Linked DNA regions of Mus musculus: region 2 is linked to region 1. Evidence: chromatin contacts called from public promoter capture Hi-C data. All regions are on one chromosome and are shown on one strand. The core of a region is the stretch at or near the end of the contact, and the rest is flanking DNA. Distances in the headings are between cores, read along the strand shown.

Region 1 (6,407 bases), core at 1,875-4,374:
CAAAACCTTATGCATGAACTTTTTGTACTCTTAACATTAAAATGCATTAGTCTGGCTTGTACTTTTGAATCCTTTCTCCAAGTTCAGTTTTGTAATGTTTTATACTGATCATTTGGCAAATAAGATCTCTCAAATGGTGATACATTTCATTATGCAATATAAAAAAGTATACTTGTTAATATCACTGCTGGTTTCATTAGAAAGCTATCAAGAATTAGGAAGTTATCAAGCTCATGATCGCTGATACAAATTTCCCAAGATTCTAATTTTCTCTTGAGAGCTCTATTTTTATCATTGGTTACAGATATCATTAGCCATTTCCCTTTAAATGGCAATCTACTTTGTCATTTCTGAGAAATTACCCATATTGGAATAACTATAGTTTGTTTTTTTAAGTAATTTTTCAAGTACAGTGATGTTCCATTGAAAAAGTGGTTAGTTTAGCTGGCAACTCAACCATGTCAGTGCTTTTATTGGGGAAAACCTGGTACCTTGGTAAGCAGCAGGGATGCTTTACTTTAACTTGGCATTTCACTGCTCCAAATATGGAAGCATTACTTAGAAGTCAGTATTTGCAAATATGAAGTACGTGGAGGGTTTTTACTGTGTTGTTGTTTGTCTTTATTTAATCGTGTGAGGTGAGAAATGATAAGTGATGACAGGTACACATTGCAGACTATTGTGATGATGCCAGTGGTTTCAGTGACTGTGGCTTTTTATACCACACTATAAGTGTCAATGCAGTATAAAAAGCAAGTGGAAACTGAGTATTTCCTAAAATATTTTCATTTCCATCTGTGCTTTCTCCCTGAAAGGATCTTGAAAGTGGCTTCTCTAGACTGAACAGAATGTGTCTGCAGAGAGCAATGGGGCTATCAGCTAGTGAGATGTGTGTTACTGTCAGACAGGTTTTGTTGGGGGATACCCTTAAAGATGGGTCATTAGCAGGTGACTTAACTAGTCTTGGGAGCAAGACTAGTTGACCTGGTAATATGGACCAAAAGTGGTGGTGAGTGGACCCTGGCAAAGGCCTTGAGAGGACAATAGAGTTGTCCAGGGAAATTTGAAAGTTGGGGGGGGGGCATTGGGTGGTGGGTTTGGAAGCTGTAGGGTAGACCTTAGAAGCAAGATCTAGACAGGATGCCAAGGGCTAAAGACTCAAGACTTTTTTATCTCTAAAATGAAGAAGGAAGGGATGGTTGAAATGGCAGCTGGGTCAGGCTGAGTTTTCTGACAGAGGATATGTAGTCATGGGATATGTGGGTAGTGCTGATGAAGGAGGATGGAGAGAAGAATTGGGAAGACTAGGCAGGAGGCTGTCTTCTCTCAAAGAAGTAATGATGATACACATGTATGATAAGATGTAGATACTTGAAATCATTTATGCCCGCAGACAAATGTGGGAGAATCATCTAATATCCCAGAAGGTTCATCTATTTCTGGGCCCAGCATTATCAGGATCCATTAGCACTAATTGATTGGAATTTCAAACCCCTGACTTGCAGGATGGGTGTGTATTCGAGAGATGTTTATGAAAGATGGTGTTTATCCCGAGGATTTCCTTTTCCGTCCAGTTTCAAGGCTTAGGCACTTAAGTATCTTTGATCCAAAGGAAGGAGGTTCAGAGTTGATATAAAGCTCAAATCTCTGCTCAAGTACCCTGAAGGATTAGAAGCATCATGGAAGGGCAGGACGGACAGGGTGAGTTGAATGTCCCATAGCTTTGGTTCAGAGAAAAGTTGAGAGCTGAGACAGATAGGACAAAACTGGATAACATTAGGCTTCTCTGAATCCCCACTAGGACCCTCTGCCCCTAAGAATCCTTGTGTTTTTCCCAGCCACTTGCCACATTGAAAACTCAGTAAGATGCTAATAGTACTAGCAACATGATAAGATTAGATAGCGGGAGCTCAGATTTCAAAGACTGTAGTTGTTGCCATCATGTGTATTAGGTAAGGACCAAAGTTCAGGGTATTAGCTGGACTAGCTGATGCTCATTCATTCCACCCTCCTCAGAGCAGGATTCTGGGAGAGATCTGGGAAGTGAGGCTTTGGGGGTGGGGGGGAATCAATTTCTCTGAGTGAGGGCCCCTGGAGTAGACCCAGTATCAGAGGCTTTCCATGGTGAGACCAGTCTGGTCAAGAGCATGATTGCCATTCCAGCTGGTCTAATCCATGTCCTAGGGGGAGCTAGCCGCTCTGGAAAGGAGGCAGTGACACACACCCACTTCCCCACCACCCCATTCCCACCCACACCCCACCCCACACCCCCACTGCCGCCACCACACACATACAGGCTTTTCTTCAAAGAACCTGGACTGACATTTGTGAATACAAACCCAGTCCATTTGTCTCAAGCTACAGTTGTTGGCTTTCCAGGCTTACTCTAAATGCTCCTCCGGGCGGGTGGGTGGGGGCTTTACTTAATAGGGACCAACATTAGCAATTAAAGAGTTTCCAGAGCATGTTCACACACACCTGGATTTGACTCTCTCCCAAGCCCTGTAAGATCAGCATTAGTATAAATCCAAATTTATAGAGGAGGGAGGAGGGGAGGGCTGGCTCAGCATCAGAACCCCACCCCCTTCCCCAGCCACCCTGCAGAGTCCAAACCACTTCCTCCTTTCATTCAAGGGGCCCAGAGGAACTAAGGTGATCCAACCAAGACCACAGAGATAGCAAGAGTTAGCGGCCAGGTAAAAGCCAGACCTCCTGGCCCACCTGTAGGCACAGGGTGCTATTTTTCCATAGCTGGCTTGGGGGTTGGTTCTTTGTTGCTCTTTGCAACTGGAGAGGTTAAAGGCTTTCTGTGTAGTTTTGTGTGCACGGTGTCTTAGAGAGCTAGCCTGACTCTTTCTCCCAAGCCTTCTGTCCTCCTTCCCACCGCAGCTTCTCCTGCCCTCTGCTCCTCCTCAGCCAAGAGGAGCAGGGGATCCTGGCCTGCCAGCGGCTCCGCTTGCACAGCTGGTAATTAGCCCTTTGTGTCCAGCTAAGCACCTTTCATCTGCCCCACCTGCTGGTGTCTTCTTTCCCCATTAGCATCTCCCAGCTCCTTGCTGAGCCTCCACCCTCTCTGTGGCCAGATCATCTTGTTTGTCAGAGATGATGGCCGGGCAGTGCACAGACAGGGAAGGGCCACAAAGACCAGACTTGCTCACATTTTCCATAGTAGGTGCCAGGCAACTCTTTCTTATCCCCACCCCAGAGACAGCTAGGTTTAGGTCACCTGGCTCAAAGGCAGACAGCTGATAGCTAAGCCTCCAAATTTGGGGCCTTTGGAGGCCTAGTTTTTTCTTTTGGTTCCAATCTGTTCATGATAGGGGAGCTCACTCACTAGCAACTCTCTAGCCTAAGCACAAAGGCTACTGATGAGTTTATGGTCTTTGGAAACCTGGCCTCAGCCCCACAGCTCTCTGTTCTGAGGCTGCTCATGTTGGTCAGCCAGTCCAGTCGCCCTCAGTCTCCCTGAAAGCCCTGTTTTCATTGTTCTCATAATTAATTATATAGCCTGAATACAGTAGCTGCTTACATTTTTTAAATTAAATTTGTGTTTATTTAAATCAAATGTAAAATTTGGCTATCTTTCAAGGGCCCAGTTAGCTACCCGTGACGAGTGGCCGTGGTACCGGACAGCACAGAGAACATTTTCATTACAGCAGAGTATTTTCTTGGACTACACTAGCCAGAAACTCTAGTATGTTGGCGTCTAGATCACATGACACAGACCTTGATCATTCTGAAACTCCCTGTCCCTTTCCATGGAATCCTCTCAAGTTCCCAAAATGTCAGGACCCATGGTGATGAGAGGGCACCTGGCAAAGGGTACCGCTCCCGAGGTGTCCCCTGTGAAATTCAGTCACGAAGGCTGCACGCATGCTGTTCATGTAGAACCCAAGATGTTCTTGGGAGCATGTGTGATTGACAAGATCCTATTCCCTTTGTGTAGGTGGGAACTTGGTGTTGATTAGTTCCGTCCATGCCATCATCCTGGGCGTCCCCTGTGTGACAGTAGGGTAGTGATGGCAGAGACGGGAAGGGATAGGGCTGAAGAAAACACAGTTGCCTGCTGGATGCTTCTGAACTTGCCCTGCAGGGGATGAGGGTAGGAGATCCCCATCAGAGCTTCCCATACCTCCTGAAGAACCTCTTTGTAGAGGGATTTTCCAGTTTGTTTGTTTGCAGCTCTGAGAGAAGATGGGGCTCTTTGGACTTGAAGGTTTAACTAGAAGCAGTGTTTCTGAGCAGAGCATTTCTTGGTTCTGCCAGGTTCCGCTGAGGCAGCCCAGCGTGCAGTACTTTGTTTGCTTGCCACCCCAACCGTACCTGTCATGTGCTCTGCAAGTCCAACGGGAGAGTTCTTTTTCATTTTTTTTTTCCATTGCCTTCCCCACCCCATCAAATTGTAGCTGCAGCCTCTCATTTTTCTGCTGCCTAGATGATTAAAAACCATGACTTAGTGGAAAAATGCTGACCTCTTCCGGGTCAGCCTCTTAAGCAGCTGCCTGAGATAAGACTGGGCTGGAAAAGACTCAGAAACACTCTTGCAAGGCTTTCTGGCTTTTCCCGGAGAAACAAAAGAGGCTGTTTTGGTGCAGGACGTGTTCTGTTGTTGTTTGTTTTTTTATTTTTTGGAGAGAGCTATGGTTCTCAGAAGCACAAATCTTTGTGATCTGATAATGAAAGAAAATCTCTGATGGAAGGGGTATATCAATTATTATAGTGATTTTTTTTTTTTTTACAAATACAATGACTTGTAAAAATAACTTTTTCTCTTTAATGGTTCCTGCTTTGAGTAGGTCACAGTGCAAAGGTCTTTGGCAAGTACCACAGTATCAGACTCTCAATGCTCAGATTGCTCCCCCACCCCCACCCCCTACGGAGGACTTAAAAGACTTGGCTGTGGAGCTTTTGGTATGAAAGCCATTGGTGGATATTGTTTTCATGACTGTGTTAGAAGGATGGCTTCACGCTTGGAGCATGGAAACTAACGCTGCATCTGAGGGGGCCATTGCAAAGAAGACATTGTTGTTTGAATTTTGTTTCTGCCCTCAAGCATTGTATTACTTCTGTGTTGGCCAAGAACTTGGACGCCATCTTGTGTGATAAGAAGGCCATTTCATTTCTCTGGAGGAGAAACTGAGCGGGGGTGGGGGGGTGGGGGGGTGGGGGAGCTTGAGAGGCCTTGACAGGGGTCATGCAGTGGATGTCAAGGGAATAATACGAATCCAGAGCCAGTGCCTTAGCCCTATGTCCTCAAAGGAATGGACATCCGGGTCCTTTAGACATCTGGGTCCAGGAGCAGCTGATTTCTAGGAATGTAGCCTCTTCCTCCTCCTCCTCCTCCTCCTCCTCCTCCTCCTCCTCCTCCTCCTTCTTCTTCTTCTTCCCCCCCCCCCTTAGGAATGTACAGCTATCTACTTTATACTGTTATCATGGAGACAGAGGCTCTGCTCTGCTATGGCTGGGCTCATCAGCACTGTCTTCCATACAACACAAGCATCGCTTTGCTAACTCATAGTAAAATCAGTTGCTCTGCTTCTGCCGGCCTGGGTTGCCCGAGTCCTTTGTGATAGTCTGTGGCTTGAGAGGTCATGTGTATCCTGGGTCTATCCTACCTAGTTCAGAATGAGATCTGAATGCTAGCTCTGCCTTTTGACCTTCAGGGTCCCGGATGCTTGCTAACCCCGGGGTGGTAGTGCTGTCTCGGTGAAGTCCTATCTGATAGAGCTTTGTAAACTAAAGAGTGCTTTCATCATCGGGGAGCCCCTGCATCACACCTCAGAGCTCATGCTTGGAAGATGCCTTATGTCCTCACCTTCAGGAAGGGGCTCAGCTCCATAAAAGCAAGTAAACGACCCCCCCCCCAACCTAGCTGATCCACTTTCCGCTCACACTCATTAGTGTGAACCCGCCACCAAGTCAACAAGGGCAAACATCAGAGCGGGTAGTGTGACAGGACATGGTGGCCAGTTTCTCCAGACCTCTCTGACCCGCCTGGGTCCAGCCCCTCCCTGGTTTGTTTTCCTTCTGGCAGCTATTACGATACATTTTATGAGCCCTTTTAAGTCTTTAATGATGCGTACTCCTGCAGCTGGCTTAAGGCTTAATCCCAAGCAATAGGCCTTTATTGGATAAATGGTTAATAATCACTGGTCTGTAGGGATTGGGACGATTTGTGAGGCCCGTGATTCTCAGAAGCCCCACGCGGGCTTCCGAGTGCATCTAGGAGATCAGACACCCTGGGAGACCTCAGATGTTCGGTGGGATAAGCATTTCTTCTGCCCTCCGAGTACAGCAAAACAGGCAAGTTTCCAGGATTTCTCCCAACGCCTGTTTCCATCCACTTGAATTTGAACAGACTGTGTGACCTTCAGTGAAGTCCCCTTTCCCCCTCTGGGGCCTGGGTT
Region 2 (6,407 bases), core at 2,866-5,365, 190 kb after region 1:
TTGACTCCATATGATCTGGCCTTAAAGCATTTTTTTATTGATTGATGTGAAAGGGCTCAGCCCATTGTGGGTGGGGCCATCCCTGGGCTGGTGGTCCTGGATTCTATTTGAAAACAAGTTGAGCAAAAGGCCTAAGGAGCAAGCCAGGAAGCAGCACCCTTCCATGGCCTCTGCATCAGCTCCTGCCTCCAGGTTCCTGCCCTGCTTGAGTTCCAGTCCTGACTTCCTTTGGTGATGAACAGCAATGTGGAAGTGTAAGTCAGATAAAAATCTTTCCTCCCCAACTTGCATTTTGGTCATAGTGTTTTGTTACAGCAATAGAAACTCTCACTAAGATGGGAGAAAAGATGGAAACTAGGGGTAGTTGAAATACTTTTTTTTTTTTAAGCTTGCCTCCTTGGAGTCTGGGTCTGGCTGCACAGCCCAACCTAACTTTGAATTAATGCTAAGTCCAGGCTGGTCTTGAATTCCTGATCTTCCTGCTTCCACTGGCTTAGTGCTGAGATGGTGGGCTTGTACTACTTTGTCCAGCCTGTGCTCTGTGATTGCATGCCTGCTTCAACTCAGTGTAAATTAAAAATATGCAGCATTCTGTGGCTTTATTTTTAAGGGATTGATTGAACAGAAATTATTTCCTGTATTACAAATTATGCCCAGGGTTTCTGAATATCCAGTATGATTTCCTGTGACTGCTTAGGGCCATTCATTCATGAGGTAGGATTGTTAAATGAGATCTCCCTTTTGTCCTTTCATACAATATTGCAATTGTCTTTGCATTTATTAAACAGACTTCATGCTTCGTAATATAATTTTGAAGTTTAGCAAAAAGATATTTTCCCCTTCGTCCCTCCTTTTCCCTCCCTCGTGTCCCTGTGTTTCTGCATAGGGTCTCTATGTAGCTAGGCTGGCCATTGACCCAAGGTGCCTTGTCCTCATTGCTGAGAGTTAAGTTGTGAGCCACCACACTGGCCTAAAACTCAGGTTGTGCAATAAAGCCAGTTGGTTCAGAAACAAGTGTTTTGCTGTCTAGCAATGGGAGTGGAGAAGAGAAACAGGGCTGAAGGACTTGATAGTCTTACTCACCAGCTTTAGTTATGGTAGTAATAAAATCAGCATGGTCTAGCCTCCATTCAGACTAGATGTCCTAGAAGCCAGAGTTTCTCTTTGTTACTGTGACAAGGAGCTCTTGACTTTGGAAGGGACTGATCTTCATTGGGACTGAGTCTTTATTAGAGTCAGTTGATCCCAAAGTTCTCTTTATTCCTTTTAGAATCTAGAATTTCACCAACTCTCAGAAAAAGGGGAGTCATATATTCTTGCTTTGAATTAGGAACTCTTAAATGTCTGGCTTTGTCAGACTTTGGGTTATTTTCAAACCCATTTCTAGGAGGTTGATATGTATTTATTAGTTTCCTATAGCCATTGTAATAAACGACTACAAACATGGTGTCTATTTTCTCAGAGTCTGAAATGTTGGTCAGTCGAGATCAAGAGTAGCAAAGCTTTGGCACCTCAGAGGACAGCTGCTCTCGGCCTCACAGCCTGTGGTGGCTGCTGCCATGCCTCTTTGTGGTTTGATCACTCCAGTTGTCTGTAGGATCACAGCTCCTTTCTCCTTTCCTCTGTGCAACTTCCCTTTGTCTTCCTCTTAAAAGCATATGTTGTATGCGATTGTATTTTGGCCCTTAATATTTCAAAATAACTTCCCATTGTAAAATACATAACATAACCATATTTACAGTCTTTTCTTTCTTTTCTTTCTACATAACATTTGTAGCTTTCAGAGGTTAGGATGTACTATGCTCATGCATCTTAAGATAAGGAATTTGATTTTTGTATTTCCATACATGTTGTATGAGTTACTTTTCATGGTGGACAAAACAGCTCGCAGAAGCAGGTTAAGGAGGAGAGTGCTGTGGCTTATAGTCACGGGACACAGCTGATCATGTTACAGAAGGCAGGTGACAGGAGTGCCAGCAACTGCCACATTGTGTCAGTCATGAAGCACACAGTGATGCCTCCTGGAGCTCACCTGCTTTATCCTCTATGCAGTCTAACACCGCAGCCCACAGGATGGTGCTGCCTACGGTTAGGTGGTCTCCCACTTCAGCTCACCCAATCTAGGTAGTCCATAGAGACATGGACAAAGGCTGCTTTCCTAGGTGATTCTAGATCCTGTCAAGTTAACAGTATTAACCGTCCGTTGGCTGTTTTCACAGAATAAATCTGCCAATTTGCAAACAGGAAATCTTCTTACTTTTTAGTGTCTTCAATATAGTTCTTAAGTGTTTTATAATTTTTATGGTAGAGGCCTTTTATGTCTTTGGGTAGGTTTATGCTTCGAATGTTTTCTTCTTTGACACTATTGTGAGTGAGATTGTTTTCCTGATTGCTTTCTCAGTGAGTTTTTTTGTTTGTTTGTTTTTGTTTTGTTTTTATTTTTTTGAGACAGGGTTTTTCTGTGTATTTCTGGATGTCCTGGAATTCACTCTGTAGACCAAACTGGCCTCAAACTCAGAGATCTTTGTGCCTCTGCTTCTCAAGTTGCTAGTATTAAAGGTGTGTGCCCCCACCCCCTCTACCCCATTTTTTTTTTCTCTGTAAAAAGCTACTGATCCTGTATAATTTTCTGTCTTCCTATTTTGCTGAAAAGGTTCGAGACTTATGGAGTTTTTAGGATCTCTCAATTATAAAGTCATATCTGCAAGAAGGAATAATTCAATTTATTTTTTTATTTGTGTCGCCTTTCTCTCTCTTGCTTCATTTCTTTGGCTATAATTGCAAACACTGTGCTGGATAAAAGTGGTGAGAATGGATATACTTATAGGATGTGAATATGCTTTGAAAGTCATTCAGCCTGCGGAAGTAATATTTGTTAATTTATAAGTAAAGAAACAAGATTTATAATGTCTGTTACTCTTTTTCCTAGCCTAAAGCCTACACCCTTTCAGAAAGTAGTCAGGTGAAGAGCCAGGTGCAGTGATATGTGCTGGTGGTCCTAGCACTAGGAGGATTGGTAATTTGAAGCTAGTCCACATAGTGAGTTCCCATTCATTTTGGTCTACATGATGAGACTTGTCTCACAAACCCAAAGATACATACATAGCCAAGATAAAGAGCAGTTTTGCCCAAGGCCATGTTTCTGTTGCTCTTGACGACACATTCCCTCCCTTCTTTGCCTTCTGACAAATGTCAATCTGTTTTCTGTTCCTGCAGTTTTGTCAGCAGAGGAATGTTTTAGCAGTGGATTTAAACAACATTCAGGCTGTGGGATTTGGCTTTTGTTCACCCCATTTGGCGTAACTCCCCCTAGATTCACTTTAGTTATTGCCTGAGATTTTCTCATCCTCGGAATTCCTTCGTCTTCTCAGCGTTCCTTCAGATGGATATGCACACTGAAGGGCATCTGTGTTCCTTCTAGTGCTTGGCTCTTAGAGACAAGCTGCCAGGAACATTTGTATTTGTATATGTATATGTTGTTATGCGAATGTAAATTTTCACTTCACTAGAGTAAATATCCAGCAGAGTAGTTGCTGAGCCATATGGAGGTTGCATAGAATTGTGGGTTTATTTCTGAGCCCTCAGCTCTGTTTCCTGGATCAGTTTGTTTGTTTCATTTTAGTACCACACTGTCTTCATTGCTCTTACTTTGTACTGAATTTTGAAAACGGAAACATAAATCCCATTTTATTCTTTAAAAAATAAATTTTCATTCCATTTATTCTAAAGTGTGTGTGTGTGTGTGTGTGTGTGTGTGTGTGTGTACATGTGTGCAGGCTGTGTGGAGGTCAGAGAACAACTTTCAGGAGTTGATTTTTGTCTTTATGTGTGTCCCTGGAGTCAAACTCAGGCTGTCAGGCTGACCTGTCTTGTGTCTTCTTCTCGAATTTCCTCCTTCCTTTCTTCTCTTCTTTCTCTCTTCCTCTTCCTCCTCCTCCTCTTCCTCTTCCTCCTTCTCCTCTTCCTCTTCCTCCTCCTCCTCTTCTTTTTTTGTATTATACAAAAGGTCCATATTTGTAAGCCCAGGCTAGCCTAGAACTCACTGTATAACCCAGCCTGGCTGGGATTACACATCGTCATGGTCTGCTCTCTCTGGTCAGTTTTGAATGACCTTTTCACTTAGCATGATATTTTTAGGCTTTGTATGTGCAGTGTCTCTGTTACTTTGCTGCTGTTGTGACAAAGTAACAGGACCAAAGTAAGTTATAAAGAACATTGAATGAGGCTCACTGTCTCCTTGCGTTGGCTAGCACTTTTAGTGTTATGTTCATGATGGTGGTAATTGTATTTGTCTTGTTTCTGGTAATGTGGATGGGGGGTGGGGGCCATTATGCTTGTTGTTGTTAGTAAATACAATATTTACACAGAGGTAACTCTGTAAAGGTATTGTATAATATTTATACAGAGGTAGCTGTAGGTTGTTTCTAATTGCTTATTGTCTTATCATTCCTCTAATTTTTTTTCCTGCTTTTTTCTGAGAGCTTAGTTTACGAGTAGATAAGTTTTTCAGACATTTTTTTTTTTCACTTCACTGTGACAAATGCCACACAAGAACCATTTAGGGTAGGCGGATTTATTTATCTTGGCTCATGGCTCTAGAGGTTTGAGTTCATGGAGTCCAGTTCCATGTGTCTGGCCCTGTGGTGTGCAGTGCATCATGGTGGAAGGGTGGATGAAGCAGAACCCCTCAAGTTGTGGTGGTGAAGAAGTAGGGGGAGGGAATAGTTACTCTGTGGGCTTTCTTCTATTCCCCTTCCATTCCAAATAGGCACTTAGCTTATAGGATGGTTCTGCCCAGTCAGGGAAGGTCTTTTCCTGGTAGTCAGTTCTCCTAGGACCATCGTGGTGGACATGACTGGAGGTGGGTTACATGTCTCCTAGTTGCTTCTGTTATGCAGACAGTAAGATGCATGGTCATAGCAAGTAATGGATTGTTTTCGAAAGCCACCCTTGGTGGTGTGACTGTTGGTATGTATTCGTGTGTGCTTATTTTTATTGGACCTATTATTAGTGTGTATTGTATTGATTATTGACTATGAGACTAGTTTTGTGCCCTGGATTAAAACAGTTTTTAATATCATTGAATTCTTATGCCTGCTGGAGAGGGAGAGGGAGAGGGAGAGGGAGAGGGAGAGGGAGAGGGAGAGGGAGAGGGAGGGAGGCAGGGAAGGAGGGTCTCAGACAGACTGACTGACTGTCTGGTACTTCATAGTGTTTTTCTGGTTGCTGATTAAGGTAATACTAGCTTCATTAAAAAAATTGAAGTGCTTCCAATTCATTATCTGCTTTTTAGGAGACCTTGTGTAGAATTAGTTTTAATTCTTTAGTCATTTGATAGAGTTCTCTGATGAAACAGTCTGAGCTAGGAGATTTTTTTTTTTTCAGAAGACTTTTAGATCTGAGTTCAGTCTCCATGATTATTGTGGGACTATTCAAAATTATCCATTTCTTTTGAGTGATTCGTGTTACTTGGTGCTTTTGAGGAATTGGCGCATGGCACATAGATAGGACTCCTCATTCCTGCTAAGCAGGTGTGGAAGTTTCAATGTCACAGGCTGCTTAAATCTAACTGATGTGATAATTGTCTCATTACTGCTACTTCTGGCATCAGGGCCTTGACTCTCTAGAAGTAAATCACAGAAGGCAGGTTTTAAGGATTTATAACCTTGCCCTTTGTCTTATGTTTTTTATTTCTGTGGTAAAACACCATTATCAAATGTAATGTGGAGAGGAAATGTTTATGTTGTTTATAATTCTGCATCATAGTCCATCACTGGAGGAGGTCAGGTCAGGAACTCAAGACAGGAACCTGGAGTCAGAAACTGAGGCAGAGACTTGAACTTGTAGTCCTGGCTTACCTTTCTTAACAGCTGGGGTTACAGGCCTATGCCCCATATCCAGCCCAGCTTATGTTGAAGGGCACATACTGACACTTGACATCACTGGCTTATGGCATTAGCTCTTTTTTCTTTTTTAAAGATATTTTCTTTATTTACATTTCAAATGTTATCCCCTTTCCGGGTGGGTTTCCCATCCAAAACCACCCATCCCATCCTCCCTCCCCCTGCTCACCAACCCACTCACTCCTGCTTCCCTGTCCTGGTATTCCCCTACACTGGGGCATTGAGCCTTCATAGGACCAAGGGGCCTCTCCTCCCATTGATGTCAGACAAAGTCATCTTCTGCTACATATGCGTCTGGAGCATGGGTCCCTCAATGTGTACTCTTTGGGTGGTAGTTTAGCCCCTGGGAACTCTGAGGGTTAGTTCATATTGTTGCTCCTTCTATGGGGCTGCAAATCCCTTCAGCTCCTTTCTTTAGCTCCTCCATTGGGGATCCTGTGCTCAGTCCAATAGATGGCTGTGAGCATCCACCTCTGTATTTGTCAGTCACTGCCAGAGCCTCTT

The links. Capture Hi-C pulls out chosen DNA fragments and counts their contacts.
Region 2: a promoter capture Hi-C map of liver shows a contact between it and region 1. The contact joins two enhancer-like sites. A contact is called at or near these places in 8 of 484 Hi-C or Micro-C datasets (the HPC-7 cell line, MC3T3-E1-derived osteoblasts, bone marrow-derived macrophages and 4 more), 7 of 115 datasets of contacts at active chromatin or transcription factors (the HPC-7 cell line, T-cell acute lymphoblastic leukemia, embryonic fibroblasts and 4 more) and 2 of 9 other capture datasets (adipose tissue and liver).

What each region holds. Positions count from the first base shown.
Region 1 is chr17:72,931,712-72,938,118 of GRCm38.p6, forward strand. All of the region lies in intron 2 of Lbh (limb-bud and heart), which reads left to right. Among named protein-coding and RNA genes, the nearest start is that of Lbh, 17 kb to the left of the region's middle. Within about 2 kb of position 3,125, at least 101 of the 459 cell types and tissues checked have an H3K27ac peak or open chromatin away from gene starts, as enhancers often do. A contact at or near this core is called in liver, where this site is marked.
Region 2 is chr17:73,117,341-73,123,747 of GRCm38.p6, forward strand. The region is part of intron 1 of Lclat1 (lysocardiolipin acyltransferase 1); the gene reads left to right. Among named protein-coding and RNA genes, the nearest start is that of Lclat1, 13 kb to the left of the region's middle. Within about 2 kb of position 4,116, at least 7 of the 459 cell types and tissues checked have an H3K27ac peak or open chromatin away from gene starts, as enhancers often do. A contact at or near this core is called in liver, where this site is marked.